2 separate regions of the Mus musculus genome follow, and region 2 is linked to region 1. The links are chromatin contacts, called in public HiChIP or PLAC-seq maps. All regions are on one chromosome and are shown on one strand. Each heading gives the region's core, a stretch centred on a gene start, on an enhancer-like site or on the middle of the called end of the contact. The rest is flanking DNA. Distances are from core to core; before and after follow the strand shown.

Region 1 (5,200 bases), core at 1,661-4,160:
GTCTGGGGAGGGGGATGTTGTTGGCTAGAGAAACATGGTGCTCTCACCGTATTTGATCTGGGCAATATCTCCCACCACAATCTCAGCCACTGGGAGTTGGATAAGCTGACCATTCCGGATAATGGAGAATTTTTGCTCCAGTTCGATGCGACTCTGCAGCCCCCGGAACTGCTTCTCTTTGCTCCAGTCATTGAAGGCTGTCACGAGTACCACAATGATCACCGAGGCGAGAATGGCCGCCCCCTCAATCCAGCCAGTTTCTCCTTCCTCCTCTTCTTCTGGGCTACTTGCAATGTGACCACAGACTATCCAGAAAGGGAAGAAAGAATCATTGAAACGAGGGAGGTATTTACACAACCTCCACAAGGTGGACAGTCACGAAGAGAGAACAATAGAAAATTAGACTCTGAAGTGGAAGATTTCCAAGGAAATCAGTCGGCTGGAGCGATCTCTCATCATTACTAGGTCTAATTTGTGTTAGCTACTAAACAGCACAAAGTATGCCAATGCAAGTCACAGGATGTGCAGCCAGGCTCACTGCTATTTCCCACAATGCCAATCATTATGGTTGGGATACACTAAGAAGCAAAGGTAAGGACACAAGATGGCTGGTGTTCTGAATAAGGATGTGGTAGGGGAAGGGGAACGGTTAGGAGAATGGCTTACTAGCTCTCTTTTGTAGAGCCTGCTGGGTAAGAAGAACATTTTGTACTATAACCTGAAAACCACTGGTACTTAATATGGTTGGTGGTGTGGAAAGGACTCAGATCAGCCATGGGCAGCAGCTCAGACACTCACTTTCATTATCTCCACCCGGAGGTCGGTAGAAGGACAGGACCAGGGAGATGATGGCTGCGATCTCTAGGATGATGAGCGTGACATCCTGCAGGGCTTCCCACACTAATTCTAAGAAAGTCTTGGGCCTTTTTGGAGGTATCACGTTCTTTCCAAAAACAAGTCTACGCTTCTCCAAATCTGCAGGGTTCCCAGATAGACCTGAAAAGGAGACAAGAGAGAGAGAGAGAGGCAGAAAGAGGAAGGCACAGGGTAGAGTGATATCAGAAGTCAAGTTAAAGGCCTATTTATTAGTTATTTGTCTGTGTGTCTCTCTGTGAAAGTATATTCCATGTTGTGTACACCTGCATGGGCCAGAAGAAGGCATCAGGTCTCCTGGAGCAGGAGTCACAAGTGCTTGCGAGCTGCCTGATGTGGGTGCTACCACCACGATGCAGGTTTTCCTAAGTGTCCGACCAGCAAGACTGTCGTGGTTGAAACCAAGATGTAAAAGCCAGAATCTAGCATAAGGCAGGAGTTCCTTGTCAGCAACGGTGGATGGATCTTTACCGAAAAGAACTACAACTCCTGAGCAGCCCACACTTGATCCTGCATCGAGGCTTTGTGGCGCATAGAACGGGGAAAGGTGGAAAACTAGCCTTGGCAGAGGCAGAGGCAGAGGCAGAGGAGGCAGAGGCAGGAGGCAGAGGAGGCAGAGGCAGGAGGCAGAGGAGGCAGGAGGCAGAGGAGGCAGGAGGCAGAGGAGGCAGGAGGCAGAGGAGGCAGGAGGCAGAGGAGGCAGGAGGCAGGAGGCAGAGGAGGCAGGAGGCAGGAGGCAGGAGGCAGGAGGCAGGAGGCAGGAGGCAGGAGGCAGGAGGCAGGAGGCAGGAGGCAGGAGGCAGGAGGCAGGAGGCAGGAGGCAGGAGGCAGGAGGCAGGAGGCAGGAGGCAGGAGGCAGGAGGCAGGAGGCAGGAGGCAGGAAGCAGAGGACAAGGAGGCTTGTCTTGATAGGTTGACTTGAACAATGGGTAAAAATGGTTAAAAGGCTCACTTTCTTCCAGAGGGCCCTTCTGAGAGGTACCTTAGGGCTAACTGCTTTGAAAGACATCACTGTATGTGGTCTGACTTACAAACCAGTGTAGGGGTTTGTAAAAGACATTAAACAAACAAACAAACAAACACACAAACAAAACTAAGAGACCCCATGTCCAGTTATAATTCCTAGGGCTGCGGAGCAGTGAGCACGTGCTCAACCAGCCCAGTTTGTTCAGGGCTTTAAAAGTTTATAAATGAATACGGGAGACAAGCTGGCCTCAGGACAGGGCCTTTTGTTTCTAGCGACCAGGCTAAGTAAATGTCATCTGTTCCTTGGGGGCTGTGGTGCACACCAAGGCCCTAGCTCTAAGAACAGAAGCACAAGAATGTTCTTGGGATGCACAGGGACTCTTTCCTCAGAGGAGTATGCAAATTCTGGCAATGACCCGAACATGCCGGCTCACACGTGCTTGGGCCAGAAAGAACTAGCTACCTGTTCTTGGTCATGCAGGTGGAGGCAGAGGCTACCCGTGTGTCTTCATTCCAAGTTCTAGGAGCTGTAGATCACTGAAGTAGAACTCTCAAGGCAAGGTAGCCTTAGTTGTATCATCCCTGCCTTTCCATTTCTCATGCAACCCCCAGCAAGCTGCTTTACTCAGTGGCTAAGTACTTGGTATCAACTAGACAAAGTATTGCAGCTCAGGCTGAATAAGAGCCAAGCAAGGTTACGAAGTTTCTAGATACTATACAGTTAATGACGACCAGCATTTTCCCCACTAAAACAGAACATGTAACCCTAACACCTCTCTCTCCCTTCCTCTCCCTTTCTCTCCCAGCATGGGGGTGGGGAGGCAGAATTATACTCAGTAGCTTCCTGAGAATCCTGGCCCCTCGTCTGGAGTCAGAGGTGGTAGGGAAAGCCCGCCTAGCAGTCAATCCAAGTTGGTATTCATTAAGTTGTTCACATATTTGCGACAAATTAGATTTTTTTTTGGCTTTGGCTTTGGCTTTGGCACTGGATGGCTTTGGCACTGGATGCCGTTGGCTGCCCATTCAATGGGTTCCCCCACAGGTAGGGTGGGGCACTCTTTGTCTTGAAAACAGGTCGACAGCCAAGGACACTCAGAATCCGGGGCAGGGATACTCCACTGAGCTTCACACAAAGCAAGGAAATGTGTGTGCCTGGAAGGAGCAAGGACAGAGTGGAGGTCAGGATGTCAGGGACTCCACACTCGCTCAACACAGAGGCCTCCCAACCAAAACCCCCGAGGAAACAGACAGGCTCGGTGTGTGGGCGAACATTCTCTTTCCACTGAACAAGTTGGGGAGGGGGGAGGTCCATGAAAATGGGCAATTAAGTTCGCAGGGAATATGGCCTGCAGGGTGGGAAGTGGCCTCCACTCCCGGGGACTCACAAAATAAATCAGCAGCAGCTGGAGTGGAGAACCTTCTGGCTCTGAGAGAGAGGAGTGTGAGACAGGCCCTAGGTGAAGTCGGCCAGGATGGCATAGTTAGGATCATATTGTGAAGGGTGGGGCTGGAGGCCATTTTCATTCATTAGGAGGCAAGGGACAGGGAACCGTTTGGGCACACGGTGCCTGAGACTATAACCCAGGGCCCTATAACCCAGCAGTAAACCCCTCACTGCAGCTCAGCAGACAGTCGGGCTCCACCGGGGAGCAAAGCTGCTTTCAAAGCTCGAAAAGACTCATTGAGCTCTTTTCCAGACAGTCCTCAGCCTCCTCTGTCTGCCCTGCCATGGGAAGTCAGGTTCCCAGTGGGAAAGGCAGGGGAGGGTCTGGGAGAGGAGTGTTCTGGGCAGGGCATCTGGGTGCCCAGGCTTGCAGGGGCAGGGTGGCCAGGAGGCGGGACTTGCTGATTCTTTGCCCCAGGGGACCGAATAGAGCAGGGCTTGAGCCAGCTTGGGATTGCAGCTCTGGGTGGACAGATCGGTTTGAGGGGATTTTGTGTCGCAAAGATGTAAGATCCACAACACACCACACTGGGAGGGAACCACTCTTCTTCCCTCCTTTTGGTAAGGGCCGGAAAGTATTGCGAGGGCACCCGGGATGTCAGATAGTAAAGACCAGAGCCTGCTGTGGTGACTCGGGCCTGTTTCCTCAGCATTTGAGAGATTAAAGCAGGAGGATGGCCAGCCTGGACCACATGGTGAGCTCCCAGTCAGCCTGTGCTATAGAACCTCATCTCTAAAAACCTACTAAATATCAATTTAAGGGACTAACACCCTTTCCAAGGTGAGTCTGCCAGAGCAACCTACCTCATCATGCAGGGTAGGGGTGGCCACCTAGCTCCTCAGGTTCTCAATATTCTAATGATCACCTCCTGCCCCCTCCTCTGCCCACAAAGATCTTTTCAAAGATGTTACTCACTTACTTAAAACCCGATGTGGCTTTTACTCAGAGTGAAGCTGGGCACCGAGACCTTTGGTGGCCTCTAAGGCTACTTAGGAACCTCCAGTGTTTATCTATCTCTTCCCACTTCCCAGTCTTCATAGCGTTCTGGCTCAGCATACCTTCCTCTACTCTCGGAACACACCCCCTACCCCTCCTTCCGTTTCTGCACATGGCTGCTGCTGCTGTACCACCCCCTTCCCTAGCAGAACCTCTCCCAGGGCTGTCCCTGTCATCTTTCAGGTCTCTGTCCCCATCTCCGCCAGGCTAAGGCTGTCCTCAGCCGTGGCGCTCACCATTTTCCAGTCTGTTGTACAGCTTCCCTCTAAGGTCTTCTCATCCCTTACTTGCGGAGACCTTATTCATCCATTGCTTGCTCACCTCCTTCCAGAGCAGGGTGCTTGGCTTTGTTCTTAAGGCCTATAGCAGCAGTACCTGGCACAAGGCACACACTCAAGCCTGGTGAAGGAACCCAGTGGATGAGTAATGAACAACGTTGCTAATGTTCAAGTGATTGCTGTGTGGCAGGCACTGCAGCAGGCTCACTTCGCTTCTCGTTCAAACATCTGTAGCCAGTGGAGGAAGTTATCATGAACCCAATTTGATGCTCAAGGCAACTAAGGCTTGAAGAGGTCACAGGCTCCTTGCATTAGCAGGGGCAGGGTCTGTATCACCCACAGGAGGTAGCTGGTTGCCAACCTCTGCCCAAAGGATTTTGGGACACGAGAACAGTAGGGCTCAACGGAGGCTCCCTTCTAAGTGACCAACTTACCCTGTTTGCTGGTACTTCCAGGCAAATGGCCATCTTATTTCTTATGCCAGAGTGTTTACACAGTCACTTGTGTACCTCTGAGCAAGCCAGGGCTGCCTCTGTGGGATCCTGCCTTTTTCCTGTCCTCAGGGATGGCGCATCAGGTTCATCAGAGCCCATTCATGAAGCCTGCGCTCACTAAGTTTGAGCTCACTAAAGGCTCCTATGA
Region 2 (5,547 bases), core at 3,019-5,518, 240 kb after region 1:
TTTAACACACTCACACACCCGGTCACTCCCATGATGCTCGAGTTCTTAGCCTGCTTTCAAGGCCATCACCCGCCTCCGTACTTGGCATTAATACCTGGGGGACTCCACAGTGAAACCAACAGACACCTGAGTTCTAAAACTGTCCTCAGTCTTCCCCATCCCCCCCTAGCATAGCCTCCATCTTAGTACATGTACCCTAACCCATCATCTGGCCAGGATGAAGACCACACGCTATCCTTGACTTCTCTGCTCCCTCATTCCCCACGTCCTGTTACCAAGCTCTGTAGCCTCCACTTCCTGCATCCTGGGCCGCCATCACCCGCTTCTGTGGCCATCGATATTTCACACCCAGCAGAACGTCTCTTGGGATCCATCCCATCTTCACTGTGTTTCAGGCTGGCTGTGTGCCTCACCCCCATTCTTCCAGTTTTCCAGCCTTGCTTGCAGTTAGAAGGGAAACACCACTCAGTTTTGACCAATAAAGTAAAAAGAGCTGTCTACGATGGGCTTCTGGGAAATTTTTTTTTTTTTTTGTCTTCTCCCTGCTCTGAATAAGATTGTTATGTCTGGAGCTGTGTGCACCTGCCACTAAGAGGGAGCAATTAGCATAAACTTCCCATCAGTAGAGGGTGGAGAAGCAGAGGGCGGGACAAGCCTGGAGTCTAAGTCCAAGTACCTTCAGTGATAACCTTGTTTTCTCATTCCTGTGAGTAAACAATGCCATGACAAGTTTAAGCTATTATGAGTTTGTTTTTTTTTTCTCTCTCTCACTTGATGCTACAAGGGCTTCTGGCTAATACAGCCCCTTAATTAGCCTCTCTGAATTTAGTCACATTTTGTCCTTTAATTCATTTGCGATCATAATCCTGGTGTTGACATTTCCTCTCCCAAGTGCTTTCCGTGGCTTCCCATCCTTTAGCATATAAGCAGTACTTGTATAACCAGCTAATTTAAAGTAACTGACCACTTGAGCTTCAATCTGTTCAAATTGGCAGGGGTCCATTGTCCCTTTTAGGCCACAATGGTACTCAGCTCAAAGACATCATCTGTCATTCAAATGCCAAGACAGGTCCTCTTGCTAGGCAGGGTGAGTGTGGGAGTGCTGGCCCTGCCCCTCATCTGGCATTCTAATGACAAGATAGGCAGGATAGGGGTTTCAGAGTGGAGATCCAGGCTGACCAATGCAGCTACCACCTAGAAACAGATCCAGGGGTCTGAGTTGGCCCACTGCAACATCAAGTCCATCTATGTGCTGCTGGAGCACGTGAAGGGGCCCAGCCCACAGAACCAGAGTGGCAGGATCTCTATGACTTTGAGTATCACCAGGATATCCGAGAGGAGTCTCAGTGAGGGTTCAATATTGATGATGTAACAGAAGCCAGAGGTCTTGAGCCGGGCCAATGACTCCTTGTAATGAACAAAGTAATTTGGGCAGAAAGGTTCACTGTGAGACAACTGCAGCCTCCGATGCCACTACGACAAACAGATATGCGCTGAGAGACAGAAAAGACAGAAGAGAGAAGTAATATGTGTAAGGTGGAATTGAAGACACGGCCACTGTGACAGGTGTGAGAAAGAAAGGCTTTGGTTCACAGAGGTGCCGGTCATTACCCAGTAGGGTAGGCAGAATGGTGTGAAACAGCTTGGAGCTTGCTCAAACTAAGCCTTGAACAAGTGCCCAGCCACACGATTACCCTGTCTCTGAACAGAGACAGGAGGGATGGCCGAGATGAAGGAAGAAAGGTCTGTTTACTGGACTGCACCTCCTTGAAAGACCTCCGTGCTTCTCTCAGGGGACATCCTGGTCAGTGACCTGTGCTTTGGCAGAGGACCCTATGGAGGCCCACAGGCCATACCTGTCACCAGAGACTGGGCAGTGGTCCCTGGCTGATGCTGGAGACCAAGTGGATATTCTTGGTCAGTACTGTGGCTGGAAACCATGTGGAAGCCTAGAACCCGTGCTCACACTCACTGTGAAGGGCAAGGAAGCTATTCTTGTAGCGGTATCAATGACTGAAGATGCATAGCTGGGAGAGAGGAACATACAAGGCCTCTCTGACAACCCCTACCTCCACCCCACTCTACCAAAAGTGACAGCCTAGAGAGGAAGCCATCAAGGAGAACTTTAAAAAATTGTGTTGGGAATGCTGTAATATGGCTTCCACAGTTGATGGCTTCTGGCAGGGGGTCAGATGGAGAAGGACTCAACTTCTCTTCAGGGGCTGGCCACTGGAAGTTTGACCATGACCCAGTGGGTACATGGACAATGCAAAATGAACTTGGTTTTCATCTCCTTCTCTTCATCTTCTTCCTCCTTCTCTCCCTCTTCCTCCTCTTCCTCTTCCTCCTACTTTTCCTCCTCCTCTTCCTCCTTCCTCTCTTTCTCTCTTCCTTTTTAAAGGGGGTGTGGCAGGATGCCACAGGGGAGAAGAATGGATTTGGGACACCAGGAGGTGAGCAAGGTCAGGGTACATGATGTGAAATTCCTAAATTATCAATAAAAGTGTTAAAAATGCCAAGGTAAGGCGAAGTTAAGAACACTCGGGATGTCATCTGGCCCTTCTTTTCATCGTCATGGGCTAACCTGTGGTGGCCTATCTTCATTATCAGTTTGGTTGGACTTAGAGACACCATGGAAACACACCTGTGGGTGTGTCTATGAGAGTGTTTCTAGAAAGGTTCACTGAGGAGGAAGGACCCACCCTGAATGAAGACCCACCCTGACTGGACCACAGGCTGGGGTCCTGGGTTGAATGAAAGAATCCCAGGAAGCTCGGGAATTCATTCATCTCTGTTTCCTAGCTGCGGCTGTAGTGAAGTCAGGTCCCTCATACTCCTGTCGCCATGTCTTCCCTGCCGAGGTGGTGAGCTGAACCTTTAGACTGAAAATCGTAATAAGCCCTTCCTTAACATCTGTCATGTCCTCTGTCACAGCATGAGAATAGTAACTGGTGCCATGCCTCATCCGTATGGGGCTCACATTGGCTGCCACATCTGTCTGATGCAGTGCCATCTACGCTGACACAGGGCCCTGTGCTGGCCATGGTGGTGGCTCTATAAGGCTAAGGCAGCCCCAAGAGTATGGGTCTGCTAGCCTATTCTTATGTTCCTTTTGTTTGGGTTTCTTTGTTGTTGTTGTTGTTGTTGTTGTTGTTGTTGTTGAAAGGCAGGGCCTCATGTATCCCAGGCTGGTCTCAAACTTGCCAGAGATGACCTCAAGTTTATGATCTTCCTCCTTCACTGCCCAAATACTAGGGTCATAGGTGTGCTCCACCACACTTGTTTCATGCAATGCCGGGGATCAAACCCAGGGACTTGTACATGTTAGGCAGGCACTGCACCAACTGAGCTACATGCCTGCATGTCTAAGCTCTATCTCCTGTACCAACCAACCGGATATACAAGGTCTTCCAGGCCCAGCTATGTGCTGGTCTGAGTCATCTTCACCCCAAAGCTCTCAAACCTAGATAGCCACAGCAGGCTTTACTTTGCAGAAATCCTCCCCGACTCTACATGTCACTGTGCTAGTCCTGTGTGTGTGTGTGTGTGTGTGTGTGTGTGTGTGTGTGTATGTGTGTGTGTGTGCATGTGTGTGTGTATGTGTGTGTGTATGTGTGTGTGTGCATGTGTGTGTATAATAAATACTGCCTGCTTTCCCAGCCTCATTTTATGTCACCTGCCTCTGTGTCTCTTAAAGCCAGAAATGTTAGTTTCTATGTTTTTTTTACCATGAGCATCAAATTCTTCCTCATTTTTCAACGTAAATGGGTCCCCACCCCCCTGCCAACGTTTACTATCATGCCCCCTCACTCTCCAGTTAAGTCTCACCTCCCCAGACACCTTTATTTGACCATGCGATTCCTTCTGAATTTAGGGGTTCTATCATTTTCTTTACTAAGTAAAGCCTCACTGTGCTGTTCACTGCCTGGTGAAATACTGGTGGTTAGATGTGGCCTCTATGTTCTCTCCCAGGCTCCCCGATCTCATCTCATCAGGCCACATATGTGTGCTTACTTCTCTAACCCTCTACCTATGATTTGGATTCTTGGGTTCAGGGGCCGAGTGCTAATCGTCTTTGTAACCTCCAAGAACACCAGGCATGTGGCAGTCTTTTAGTAATGTTGACTTAATAGGTGAATAAGTTCATGGTGAGAGGAATGCTGGGAGCTCTGAAGGCAAGGACTAGTGTTTGTATGGGAGAAGAGGGCTTAGGTTAGACTGGAGGATGCTGGGAAAATTTTTGTCTAACCTGTTTGGGAAAGCACAGAGAGGGTTCTGTGTTTTTTGTGGACACAGGTATATCTGCATGTGTATACTCAGCCTGGAAAAGACATAAAGGGCTTCTAATAGATGAATATAGGGAAGGCAGATGGCCTCTGTCCTAGAAACTTAATCAGCAAGCCACAGAGGCTGTTTTCGGAACTCCCTGTGGGGTTTGGCTCAGCTAAGCGAACTCGGGAGCCAAGTTTGGCAGTAGAGGATGAAGAGAACTAAATTGCTCCACCTAAGAAATGAGAGGAATTTGGATTTTATCCCTAAGAGAGACATGGAGGAGACGGGGAAAGGCTTTCTGAATAATATGGTAAGTCTCGCCCTGAACTCTGAAAACGTCCGGTGGGTTTTTGAAACTAAGACCAGGAATGACTTCTTGTTCACGGGTTTTGTGTTTGCTACTGTGTAAGGAGCTTGCAAAGCCTGCCACATCACAGAAGCCCATGGGAGGGTCTACTGTGTTCTCTGTCTGGCTGAAGGAGACATGGTACAGGGTACCTAGCAGGAGTGGTGGGGTGAACTCGGACTGACTTGTTCATCCGACGCAAGGGTGCACTGTAGAAGTGTGAGGGACCTGGAACTGAGATTTAGATTTGCTTATGATACATTCATTCCTTTTGAACTTAGGACCCTCTAGTCTTGAAAGGGACAAAGCCACCTGCAGTCCATGGCAGTGTCTTGGGGTGTTCATTGCACAGCTGACAGCAGTGTTGCCATCCTGCCTGGAGATGGCCTATCAGTGTTACCTGTGCTTGTGTGGGAATCTGCATGGATAGGCTCACATGCTGGGTCCTTGTTAGACAAACATGCTACTGAGTATGTCCAGTGATCTTGCTTTGCTTCCTCACTGAAGTCCTTCCCAAGCTAGGAGCAGAGGGTTTCTCAGGACCAAGCCAGCCCCATCCCTCTCTGCATTCCCTGCTTGAATCTGCCTCCTCTCCTGCCCCTGCCTGTTTTCCCATTCTCTTCCTCCAGCTCCAAGTACAGCCAAAGCCCTTAACTAAGAGCATGAAAACAAAAAAAAATCAGGTCACCAGATGTGCTCCTTTCTGTCCTCTGGCTCCTCAAGACTCCTCACCACAAGTCAATAAATCCTAAGTGTATCTACAGCAAGCACTTGGCATCCCCCCAGCTCACTGTCCCCGCTGCCTAGTAACCAACCTGACTGAGGTGCTCGGATGAGTGCACCACACAGCTTACCCATGTCTCTGGCACCATGATATGGCTGGATTACTCGGTCTAGACAGCACACATAGACCCCCAGTGAGAGGTGAT

The links. HiChIP or PLAC-seq counts read pairs in DNA pulled down with a chosen protein or histone mark.
Region 2: a contact with region 1 is called in an H3K27ac HiChIP or PLAC-seq map of embryonic stem cells, with 5 read pairs. The contact joins the promoter of Bmncr here to the enhancer-like site in region 1. A contact is called at or near these places in 1 of 15 datasets of contacts at CTCF or cohesin (the NIH/3T3 cell line), 16 of 484 Hi-C or Micro-C datasets (the 3T3-L1 cell line, the HL-1 cell line, the HPC-7 cell line and 11 more) and 5 of 115 datasets of contacts at active chromatin or transcription factors (embryonic stem cells, pancreatic cancer cells and vascular smooth muscle cells).

The regions. Positions count from the first base shown.
Region 1 is chr1:133,739,116-133,744,315 of GRCm38.p6, forward strand. Atp2b4 (ATPase, Ca++ transporting, plasma membrane 4) reads right to left here. Exons shown (of 20, transcript NM_213616.4): 2 at 799-996; 3 at 48-305. Among named protein-coding and RNA genes, the nearest start is that of Atp2b4, 12 kb to the right of the region's middle. Within about 2 kb of position 2,911, at least 37 of the 459 cell types and tissues checked have an H3K27ac peak or open chromatin away from gene starts, as enhancers often do. A contact at or near this core is called in embryonic stem cells and uterus, where this site is marked.
Region 2 is chr1:133,973,013-133,978,559 of GRCm38.p6, forward strand. Bmncr (a long non-coding RNA gene) reads left to right here and starts at 4,269. Exons shown (of 5, transcript XR_878543.2): 1 at 4,269-4,582.